Linked DNA regions of Gasterosteus aculeatus: region 1 is linked to region 2. Evidence: chromatin contacts called from public Hi-C data. All regions are on one chromosome and are shown on one strand. Each heading gives the region's core, a stretch centred on a gene start, on an enhancer-like site or on the middle of the called end of the contact. The rest is flanking DNA. Distances are from core to core; before and after follow the strand shown.

Region 1 (5,501 bases), core at 2,094-4,593, 150 kb after region 2:
GTGGGTATCTTTCTTGTTTATTCCCGGGCCTGTGTGCGAGCCAGAGCCCTGTGTGTGGTCCGAGGTAGAAGGGCTCACCGCGCAGACGAAGCACTCTGGATGCCAGGTGCCGTTGGCCGCAGTCAGGTAGTTCTCCCTCACCGACTCCCCACAGCCCGAGCACTTGGGAGAGAAGAGGTGGTAGAAGTCCTTGCAACAGTACGGCTTCCCATCCTTCTCTAGGAAACCTGCGAGATGCGTAGGACACGTGACAGATTCATTCTAACCACAGCTGCGGTTCCCGGTGAAGAGGAATGAATGCACAAGCCTCTTACCGTCGGGTCCAAACAGGCTTCCACAGTGTGTGCAGAAGAAGTGCTCGGGGTGCCAGGTCTGGTCCAGAGCTGTCAGGATGTTCTGGTGAACCGGCCAGATAGAGAAATAATCACATCATGCTTTTGCTTCCTTTAGGGGATTATCCATCATTGAGGAAGCACAAATGGAATCATTGCAGAAGTTGCTGATTAAGGACTTTGATCTGCAGCATGAGACAGAACCGCAGAATCCTGGATTTGTGTTTTAGTTAACCAGACGAATCTGTTGGATATGTCTAAAAAACAAACCACATGCTATTGCATGTCCCCCCTCCCCCCTCCACCTCCAATCTTGAAAGATGAATGTTTAGATAAATGGATGTGACACATCACAGAACAAATTAGAATGGCAAGGCGAGTGCGGCATAAGTGATAGTTCTGATGGATGGTCACCGTCACGATGGGCCCCTTGCAGTAGGCACAACGAGGAGAGAAGATCTGATGGTAGTCTTTGTCACAGTACGGCCGGCCGTCCCTCTCAAAGAAGCCCGTGGTGCCCAGCTCCGTCTTGCATGCCTCGCACACAAAGTGCTCGGGGTGCCACACCTGACCCAGCGCCGTGATCATCTGCAGGAGAGGGAAGGTGGCGAATAAACGGCCCGTTATCACGCAGTCATGTCGATTTCTCTGGATTTAAATTCTTTTGCATTTGTTTAGCTGGATTCTCTTTTTTTTTTTTAACCTTTCCTGCGATGCATTTGTTGCAGGAAGCACAATGGCCCTTGGCCGTGGTGCGTACGCCGATCTTCTCCAAGTCAGAGCTCAGCCCTCCCAGCAGCTCGTCGATTGTTTCAGTTCTGTTGCCCGTGGTCGATTCGTTTGCATCTGAAGCTGCTGTGCTGCTGCTGCTCTCCTGGTTCTCCCCTTGTCCACCTTCTGTTTTCCTTTTCACAAACTGTTTTTGCCTGAGAGGCGGAGGGGTTGTTGAAGACACTGGGTCCTAAATGACAAAACATACAAATATCTGTTGTTTTTAGCTGGATACAATGATTAATGTATCTTTTTGAAGTAGTGCTCAATGCTCCGATACTGAAGTGCTGCTTGAGGCTGTGCAGCGTTGGAATTAGTGCAATGCTGCCCCCTGTTGGTGAACCGGCTTAATGCTGCTCATGTTTGGAAAGTTTCTTCGCACACAAGATTGTCCCATATTCATCACCCCTTTATATGGACCATACGTTCCTGTTTCTTTAATAAACCACAATAAATATTTTTGAACTATTTTGAGATATGCACTTCACAAACACTTCACTGACCACTTCTTCCAGGTCCAGGAAACCCTGCAAGATAGCGTCCAGCTCCTTAGTTGGAGAGTCAAGAGCCGGGGAAGCTGCTACCGAAGACGGCAGATCACTGAAAGCCAGAGAAGGGAAATTAGAAATCACATGATATAATGATTTAATCTGCAGGAATAATAACTACCCCGTGACTCCACTGTACGAGTTCCTTTTAAGGGAAAACTGTGTCTCCAAAAAGGTTTTTTACAATGATTTAAGAGTTAGGAACTAGGAACAGAAGCCTAGAGGGGTGTACTTATGATATGGGGTCTTTTCTATTATTTCTGGAGGGAGATCTGTCTCTGAATGTCTAATAATAAACATGTCTAACATTGAAATAAAGTTAGAGACGTTACTAGATCAGTAAGATCATTGTGCACAATAGCTGGAGCTCTTGTACATTACCAGCAGCGCAAGAATCCCTTTCAAGCAAATCCTTTTAAGTAATCTCCTTTTTCCTGTATTCACCGTTTACACGATTACAATGATTATGTGAATCAGGGACGTCAGCGACGGTGTTGTGCTTCACCTGTACACGTTGGAGCAGACTGGGCCTTTCTCTTTTTTGGTAAGTCCACTATTAACTGCACATGACACCTGTGGACAAGATGACAAATGACTTTAGAGAGTGTGAGATTTCAAGTTTGATTCCCACAGAAATGGGCGACGATGAAAAAAGTTCGGGTACGGTGTCTCTCCACCTCTGCAGCCGCGGCACCTTTGCTGCCTCCGGCGCTTTCGGAGCGCGCGGAATTCAGGGCCAACTCTTCCAACAGCAAATCTGCGGCAGGACACAGGCCATGAATCTTCTAACCACACACGTGGACAGAAACACACGGGCAATCATACGGCATTCAGACAACACATCGGCCGTCTTCCTGGGTGTAAACGTTTACGCCGGAAGATGTGACCCCGATGTGACATGAGAAGTGATGGCTCTGAAGCTGCCTCAAGAATCGTAGCTTCCTCAGGAAGTGACGGTTCCGCGTGTTGCAGAAGTGAAGTTGTCGTAATGTTGAGAGCTGTGAAAAACTCAGTGTGTGGCTAATTTCACTCAATGAAGAGATGTTTTAGCACCATCGCCTCTGATATGTCATCACCCTTATGTCACATAAATTACAAAAATCTGAACTTTCTCTAATTTATCGTCAGTGAAAGTGAATACATGTTTGTATTGTTATTCCAGGACATAAATTGTATGTTTTGATGATCAATGAAGCCCAACAAAAACACAATACAATTTATGAGCTAAAAAAGGCAGACGTTGACAAATACCAACCAGCATTATTAAAACGAGAGTACAAAATCAAGACAAAGTCACAGAGTAGTGTAAGAAGAAATAATTTACATTATTACAGGCTGAACTGCTTTTAGCTGCTCCCAAGAGGGACTAGTTGTGGGAAACAGAATAAAGCACCATCCTCTTATTCTATAATCAATTATTCTTTTCACTTAAATCATCTTTCTCTGGATATTTGAGAATCAAATGAATCATTGTATGTGGAACAACGTGTCCACAATAGAAGAATAACGTAAAACATGTCATACCGAGTTCGTCCATGTCGTCCCCTGCTGCTACACGAGAGTGAGTGGGGTTGGTTTTTTGCTGCTGTTTAGTTACTAAGGTAACTTGCCCAAATCATCATCTGGTGAAAATCATCACTTCCTCTGACAAAAGATGTTTTTCGTTTGTTGCGGAAGTGAAACTTGAGTGATGCTCTTTCCGTTTAAAGAGGAAACTAACGGATATCTGCAACTGAAATAACAGCTGACTTGTGCAGTTGTGAAATGGATTTAAGTCTGATACAAAGATAATATTATTTGATTGTGCTTTTTATGTATATTTATGCATATGACAGTTAATAAAGCCACAGTATTGGAAACATGACCTCACTTCAACGTGTCAAGTGTCACGGTTTTAATTTGTATATTTGTAAACACAGTGACAATGCAAAAGGCAAACACAATTGGAGTTGAACACATATAAAATAAAAACTTGACCAAAAGTAGACATGAAATACAATTTCAATGAACCTTTTCATTACTGTTTTGTATTCAACTGATTTTAAGTTGATCGGTAATTAAGAACATTTTAATGATCACTTCAAGATAACTCACATTTCAGTCATTTGAACTGAACGCATTTAGTACATTTTAGATGGGAAGACATTTTTAGAGCAGAGTGAACCGTAATCAGCAGAATATTAGAGCACAATTTTAAGAACTGTCACTGAAGCACATGACCACGTGGTACAACTGAAACCCGCAGCTGGTATCGCTTTCATTCCCGGGTTCAAAATAGCGTCCCAACTTGTTCGTACTGGGGACCCCAAAAAAGACAAATGGTGGAAGACCGGACGCATCTCTGCCGAGGGCGAGGACTTAGTTGATGTCCAATTCGGACAGCTTCTAACTTTCATTTTTGTCAACATAAGCTGGTTGCTACAGTTTTCTCGCACCACTTTGGTTGCAACCATTGTGTTTTAGAGCGGGGACATGGGTTTTATACGATTTTAAAAGCGTAACTTTGGGCACATTAACGTTAAATGTAATTGACCATGTGTTATATATTTGCCCAGTAATAAGAGTAATTTCCCCAAAAATAAGGAAATAAACGTCAGTGATTCATTTCCAACATTTTCTGAAGTAGCAGTGTCCCCTGCTACGTGGTTCCGTCTTTAACCGGAAGACTCCGTGTTTACTGTGCTGCCGTCGCTCCACGTTAGCGTCGTTGATTCACGTAGAAGTGAACAGTATTACGCAATATCTTACGTTTGTCTAACAAAGAGTAAATCCTGTTGAAAACGCACCGGATCGACCACGCCGCGACCGGCACGATTGCCTGAAGGCGGAAGGGCCACTGACACGCGCAGCGATGACGAGCCGCCTAACGTAGCGCCCAGGTTAGCTAACAACACAACATTAGCTAGCTAACTCCCCAAACAGCGGCGGTGACTCCACTACGGCGAAATAGGTAACGTCATAAGTGTGTGTGCCCCGTGGCCATGGTTGCGGGCTCAGCGACTGACAACATTGCTTTGTGTCTCTCCCCCCTTTCTCCCCCTCCCCGCTACCAGGAATAAGCGCGGCCATGGGTGCGGAGAGCAGCGCGGTGCGGAGCTGCACCCTGGAGGAGCCGCTGCTTACTCTGCCCTCCGGACTCACCGTGCACTCTGCGATGCTGCAGGATGGAAAGCCCGTGTCCGTGTTTGTTCACAAGCGGGGCAACGAGGACAAAGTCAACAAAGCTGCTCAGGTAGTCCTACTTAGTCCTAGGCTTCAGACCCCCCCACGCACCAAACTAGGTAGCATCTCAATCATGACATCACATACCAACCAAAGGCTATCTGATGCCCTCCATTCACTGAGGTCTCTATTTTGGTCACTGTTGTTTGTGGCATTCTGGCCGCATCAGTTCCCACGTTCCCTTCTCTTCTTCCCCCCCCCTTCCCCTCTGACTTTCTACTTTTAATTTCCTGCAGCACCTGAAGACTCTGAGGCACCCGTGTCTGCTGCGCTTCCTGTCGTGCTCGGTGCAGGACGGCGGCATCCACCTGGTGACGGAGCGTGTCCAGCCCCTGGAGCTGCTGCTGGACGGTCTGTCCCCAGAGGAAGTCTGCGCCGGCATCTACGACCTCCTGCAGGCACTTGTGTTTCTGCACGAGAGGGTGAGCGGAAAACAAGCAGTGGAGCGGAAAAAGTCCTCCGGAAAAATTGTCCTAACGGAGGCGACTGTAAATGTAATGTGATCACGTTTGTCTGAATTTGCAGGATGCTGTCTTATTCCTCCAAGCTTGTTCAGCTTGAATTGTGTATGATGTTTTATTTGAACAATGGCATTAGTATGAACAGTAACTGCTGAGGTGCTGTATCG
Region 2 (5,245 bases), core at 726-3,225:
TATCGCACAGAACACAGAACAAGCCAGAAAAAAACATTACATTACATTATCCACTGATTGGACAAAACAGATGCATTAAAAGCAGTTTTCTGCTTTTTATGTGAAAACTCACTGACCTTAGCAGTGATGTAGGCCAGTAGGAACGTTTGCATCTCAACGATCCTCTTAGTATTCTCTGGATTCCTGTCGTGCTCGACTGCATTTTCAACAATAGTTTTTTCTTAAAGAGAAAAGAACCCTGTTAGATGACACTCAAATTTTTAAATCACTTCTAGAATGTTAAATATTTAAACCACTTTACCTTTGATGACTGAAATATCAAAATTGGGTCGAAAGTAGTGTCCATCTGAGAAAGTGGACTGCAGAATACTTTTCCCAAGCAACGAAGGCTCATTTTCTCGTGACATCATCGCTGAGAGGAAAACAACACTTATAAAGAAGTGCCGGTTTTCACGCTGAGATTTGACGTGGACAGTTTCCAGTGTTTGAATCACTTACATGTTCCTGGAGTCTGGTGGGCCATTGAGCGTCGTGGCGGAGTGCCCACTCTCGGTTTTACACCGCTGGGTTTTGGTGAGGAAGGTCGCGGCGGAGCAGCAATAGACTCGTTGGTCAGTGAGTTACTCTGGAAATGTTTAAAAGGGGTGCAATGAGATACACATGTGTTACCAGAAAAAATGTGCCAAAAGACAGATTCCTGAACAGCATTGACCAACACAGGCAGAATTATACTTATCATTGAGTATTGGCAGGTCTATATACTAACTGAGATGGGTCGCCATGAGTAAAACACATTTGTTTTATTGACAAATAAAAAAGTTTTACCTTTGAAAGCGATGTCTTCTCAGCAGGCTGCATGTATCGAGACTTGACGATAGTTCCACTTGCTAAACGTTTACGAAAAGACGTTGACAAAATAAAATGAATTCCTGAAAGTTAAATGACTAACATATCTGTAAATTTCTCGTATCATAGATCAAATATTAGATACAAAAGGAAAAACCCATTGTTGAAGAATACCAGCTTGAGAAAAGCTAGTTAAAATGAGCACTTTCACAACACTGTTCTCATTGTTGAATGTTGTAAGGCTTTGACGAAGTGTAAAAAGCAGATTATAATATAGTTTTTGAAAGATATTGAGTATACACCATTATATGGCAACACTTTCCTACTGAGACAACGTCTCATCCACTGGATATTATCATCGACATAATTCAAGGTGATTTCACGTTAAATGGTTTTATCTGGAAAGGATCTGGAAGGATTGTTTCAAAGATTGAACTGGAGTTTGTTGGCATACGGTCAAGTAAGGTTACTGGCAGCCGTCTGATAAGCGACAGATGTGTAATCAATTGACGTTAGAACAACAACACTTACATTTAGCACTTTTCTTTCCAGTTCCGGTGATGTTGTGGTTACCAGCATTGCTCCCGCTACTCGAGCTGAAAACAAAGCAAAAAGGAGTCTAATTAAACCAAATCTACAAATTACAAAATAATAGACGACTGTGTGTCTATTGAATTTGAAACCCAAAGCTTTGCTAACAAGTTAGCTCACAATGTCTACCGACACGATCCTTTATTACATTTGCTTTTCCAGCCTGCTCGTTAGTTGTATGTCTGGTACAGCAGTGCGAATGGTCATGTTTTTAGCTAAATAATACACCATAAAATCAACGGTATAGCGTATTAAGGTTAAATAAAAGTATTTGTTAGCCTGACTAATGCTAGCTCTTTTCTTACGTTACGTTAGTTAATTCATTCTAAAATTAAACTGGCCACAAATCGACGGATCACACGATACCCGGTAAAAAGAAAAGGAAGTAACGTAGTTATACGAGGACTAAAGTACCTCTTAGCTTCGGTACTTTTAAAAGTACTTGGCACTGTTGATGTTCTTTTCGACGCCATAATGTTTTGAAGCAAACCGCCAGTGCGCCCGTTTCTGCAGACCGGTAGAAACAAGAGGTGATGTTTTTCGTTCCACCCAACATTTAAAAATGAATAACTCACATTTGTTCTAGTAACTGCGCAACTGTATTACAGTTTTTCAACACACAAAAACACATAAACAAAAAAACAGAGCAAACACATAATTTCAAAATGAATACACACTTCCTATATGATACTTTTGTAGCACAATGTTTTACAGAACCTCTTCCCAAACGCCGACTGCACACTGTTGTGACAAAGTATAAAACATTTCTTTTTTTTCTGTTAAATTTGTAGCATGTTATGAATATAGACCATGAACACAAGTGAAATGGGGAACGAAAGACATATGTTGTTTCTCAACTATCATATAATTGATTATTGTGATATTTCGATGGCAGTGTTTAGCACAGAACAAACAGTTTTGATTTTGAATGATGTGTTTTATTAACCTAATGTGGCTAGCTACAAAAAGTGTTACAAATCAGCCTAAAGTTATATAAAGATATAAGGCCAGGTAAATTAGTACGTGGTTTCAATAATTCAAACGTATTCTTTCTCTTTCGTTCTCTCTCTCTCTCTTCTAACTTTAATTTCCTGTTTATGGAAATAGATGTTTCTATTGGAGATAAAGTGTTAACCATCCAAAATGATCAAATAAAGACAATTTAGTTTGAGGTTGGATTTTCCTTCGAACTTTGGGGTGATCCCTGATTCCACATTTTTGATACAACTCCTAAGTCTATGGTCCTCCTATGGTTGTAACCAGTTCTGCATTGGCTGTGATTTCATAAAGATTTAAGCCTCTTCTTCTGCAGTGGCGTCAGTCGCAACGCCAGTAAAAAATATACGTTGGAGAAAGAACCCGAAGAAACATCTCCCTTGACATTGACGGCGGGGAATATCAAAAGCTACAATTGTTCTAGTAACCACTAGATGGGTGTAAGGGGCTACAATCCTCTTAGTTACACCCCCAGTCTGTACAGACTCCATTAATGAGTGTGTCTCCATGCTATGTGTTGTCTGCCGAACCAGTTCTCTAAACCTGGAGTTTACTTGTTGGTTGTGTGCACACGTCTTAAAGAACATAATGGGTGCTGATCCCACCTGTCTGAGCTGGTCTCGGACGACAGGAAGGACATTGTGAGGAGAGCGGGTGTGGGAGAGGCTGGTAAACACTGAACCAGCAACCTCTACCCTGACTCCCCTCCACGGACGTGGATGGATAAACCAACAGGGGGGGTAGAGAGTGGCTTATAAGAAAAGGCTTCAAAATGTAGGCCATCCTGCCTTTTTTGCAGCGGTTGAATTGGATTTCAATACGGCGTGCATGCTAGACGACATCCGGGTAGTTTTATTCTGACTTTAATAAATTCTCACGATAAAGGTTGAACATTTGGGCTTGGCACTGAAACAAATATCTCACAAACACATGCCCTGTATTTGTATGTGTGTGTGTGTGTTCCAAGCATGTGATGTGAGTGTGTGTCTGTGCAAAGGCCGGGCCTTATCATTGCCCCCCTCACGCTCTCTCTCAGTGTAATAAAGCCTGAGGCTGTGCGTCTGCATGCTGGCTGTCCATCTCTCGCCACCAGGCAATGCCAGAACAAATAGCGGCCTCTGAGGTGCCGTTGATGATGGAAACAAGTGCAGCGTGGACTCTTTTGAGTTCAATTAGTAAAACCTGTGATTGAAGACGCTAAATGCTTTAGAGGTATGGCTGTTTCCCTCTTCTCGCTGGAGTTAAGGTCTAGATCGGGCTGAGGAGCTGGGGGGAAAGAGTAAGAAGATCACGTTGAAAGACGGCACCGCGAGGAGGCTGAATGAAAGTCCTTGTCTCTTTCCTGAGCCCACCTCTCTTGGCTCTCCCTCCGCTCCGAAACTCTGACGTCCAATGCAGGATCCGTCTGTGTCACCGTGACCTCACTGATACTCTGCTTTTGCCTCTCCAACACATTGCTGAGGCGATAGAGATGCAAGACGACGCCGCTCAAATTCATATACTGAATAAAGTGAAAGGAAAGTCGCTGCACTTTCTGAACACATCTACTGTATGTACACGTGACTACACACACACACACACACACACACACACACACACACAAACACAGACAATCCATCCATGCAGCCCACATGCCAGCCCTTCTTTCCCTTGCGGTAAGCTGTTACTCATCACAGCCCAGACTGCCAGTCTCTTACACATAGCCTTCCAGGAATGCCTCAAATACACAGCGCCTCATACTCTGAAGCCAAATGGCAATATTTGGCACATTCAATTTGACAACTGCACAAACTGAGAATATTCTAAGAATACCTATCGGTTTATTCCGCATTCAAGAGTTGAATTTAGGGAACTTTGGTATTGCTGCTATTTCCGAGCAGATGGGTGGATGATTTCTTCTGTTTGCTCTGGTCTTGGGAGCTAAAGAAGGACCCGACCAGTCAGCCAGGGTTTTCCCAGTAAGCACTTAAGCTTTTCTCTGTTGGCTAACCGCGGTGCACGTTCCCCCTGGGCCTTTTAAAATATCCAAATCCAAACGCTTTGTGTGTATCGCTGTCCTACTGAAAGAAATCAACACATATTTTTAAAGTGTTGGACTATTTGCTTTGTGGATGATAATGAGCGGACTAAGACCATGTGTCTCTGTATGAAATATGAACCTGGGAAAAGGAGATGATAGCTCGACTCGGCGTAGCTTTCCATAAAGATTGGAAACGGCAGGCCTGGCTCTGTCCTGTGGCAAATACAGAGGTGCTGGTGTGCATATTTTAATATTTTGCACGGAGGCAGGCGAGTCGTGTCCTCCTCCTCCTCTCAGTCAAAGTTGGCACATTTAACGGCCAAACGCAGGCAGAGGTGTCAATCTTTCTATCTATTTCTCTGCTAGGAAGCAAACGTGTGCATGCTCCAAAACTGGCAGTTTGTGCAATGACGAGCGGCATGGTCTCCAAGCAACACCGCCGACCCCGTTCAAATGGCGGCAAAGCCTGATTCTTGACCTCACGCACGCGTCGCTCACTTGCTAATTGTTTAATTACGGTGCTTATCTTCACAGTATGTGACCTCGGCTTGGCGCTCGCTCTTGTGGATGAACTCTGCAGCGTCCCTGAGGCGGGAGGGATTTCCTACATGCGTCTTGGGGGAAATAAGCTATTTATTCAGGCAGAAACTCGGAGAACATGCAGCGTAGCTTCAGTCACATCATCACGGGTCAGCGGTTTACATCCTTGATAAAAGTGCGGCGAAATGGTATTTTGTGTATTAAATGGGTCCTGCAGGCTCCTATAAATGTCTCACACCAGTAACTGTGGCA

Evidence for each region. A called contact is a pair of places that touch in the nucleus more often than the background predicts.
Region 1: a Hi-C map of skeletal muscle shows a contact between it and region 2, with 3 times the contacts expected there. The contact joins the promoter of lpxn here to the promoter of haus8 in region 2. A contact is called at or near these places in 2 of 6 Hi-C or Micro-C datasets (skeletal muscle and whole body).

The regions. Positions count from the first base shown.
Region 1 is chr8:18,119,879-18,125,379 of fGasAcu3.hap1.1, forward strand. It overlaps lpxn (leupaxin), which reads right to left and starts at 3,344. Exons shown (of 9, transcript XM_040184115.2): 1 at 3,176-3,344; 2 at 2,329-2,408; 3 at 2,157-2,224; 4 at 1,607-1,703; 5 at 1,036-1,293; 6 at 747-920; 7 at 315-396; 8 at 79-227. The coding sequence starts at 3,188. It overlaps scyl3 (SCY1-like, kinase-like 3), which reads left to right and starts at 3,704. Exons shown (of 14, transcript XM_040184112.2): 1 at 3,704-4,601; 2 at 4,705-4,883; 3 at 5,110-5,295. The coding sequence starts at 4,719.
Region 2 is chr8:17,969,869-17,975,113 of fGasAcu3.hap1.1, forward strand. haus8 (HAUS augmin like complex subunit 8) reads right to left here and starts at 1,976. Exons shown (of 10, transcript XM_040185154.2): 1 at 1,852-1,976; 2 at 1,378-1,442; 3 at 826-887; 4 at 499-625; 5 at 302-412; 6 at 117-220. The coding sequence starts at 1,910.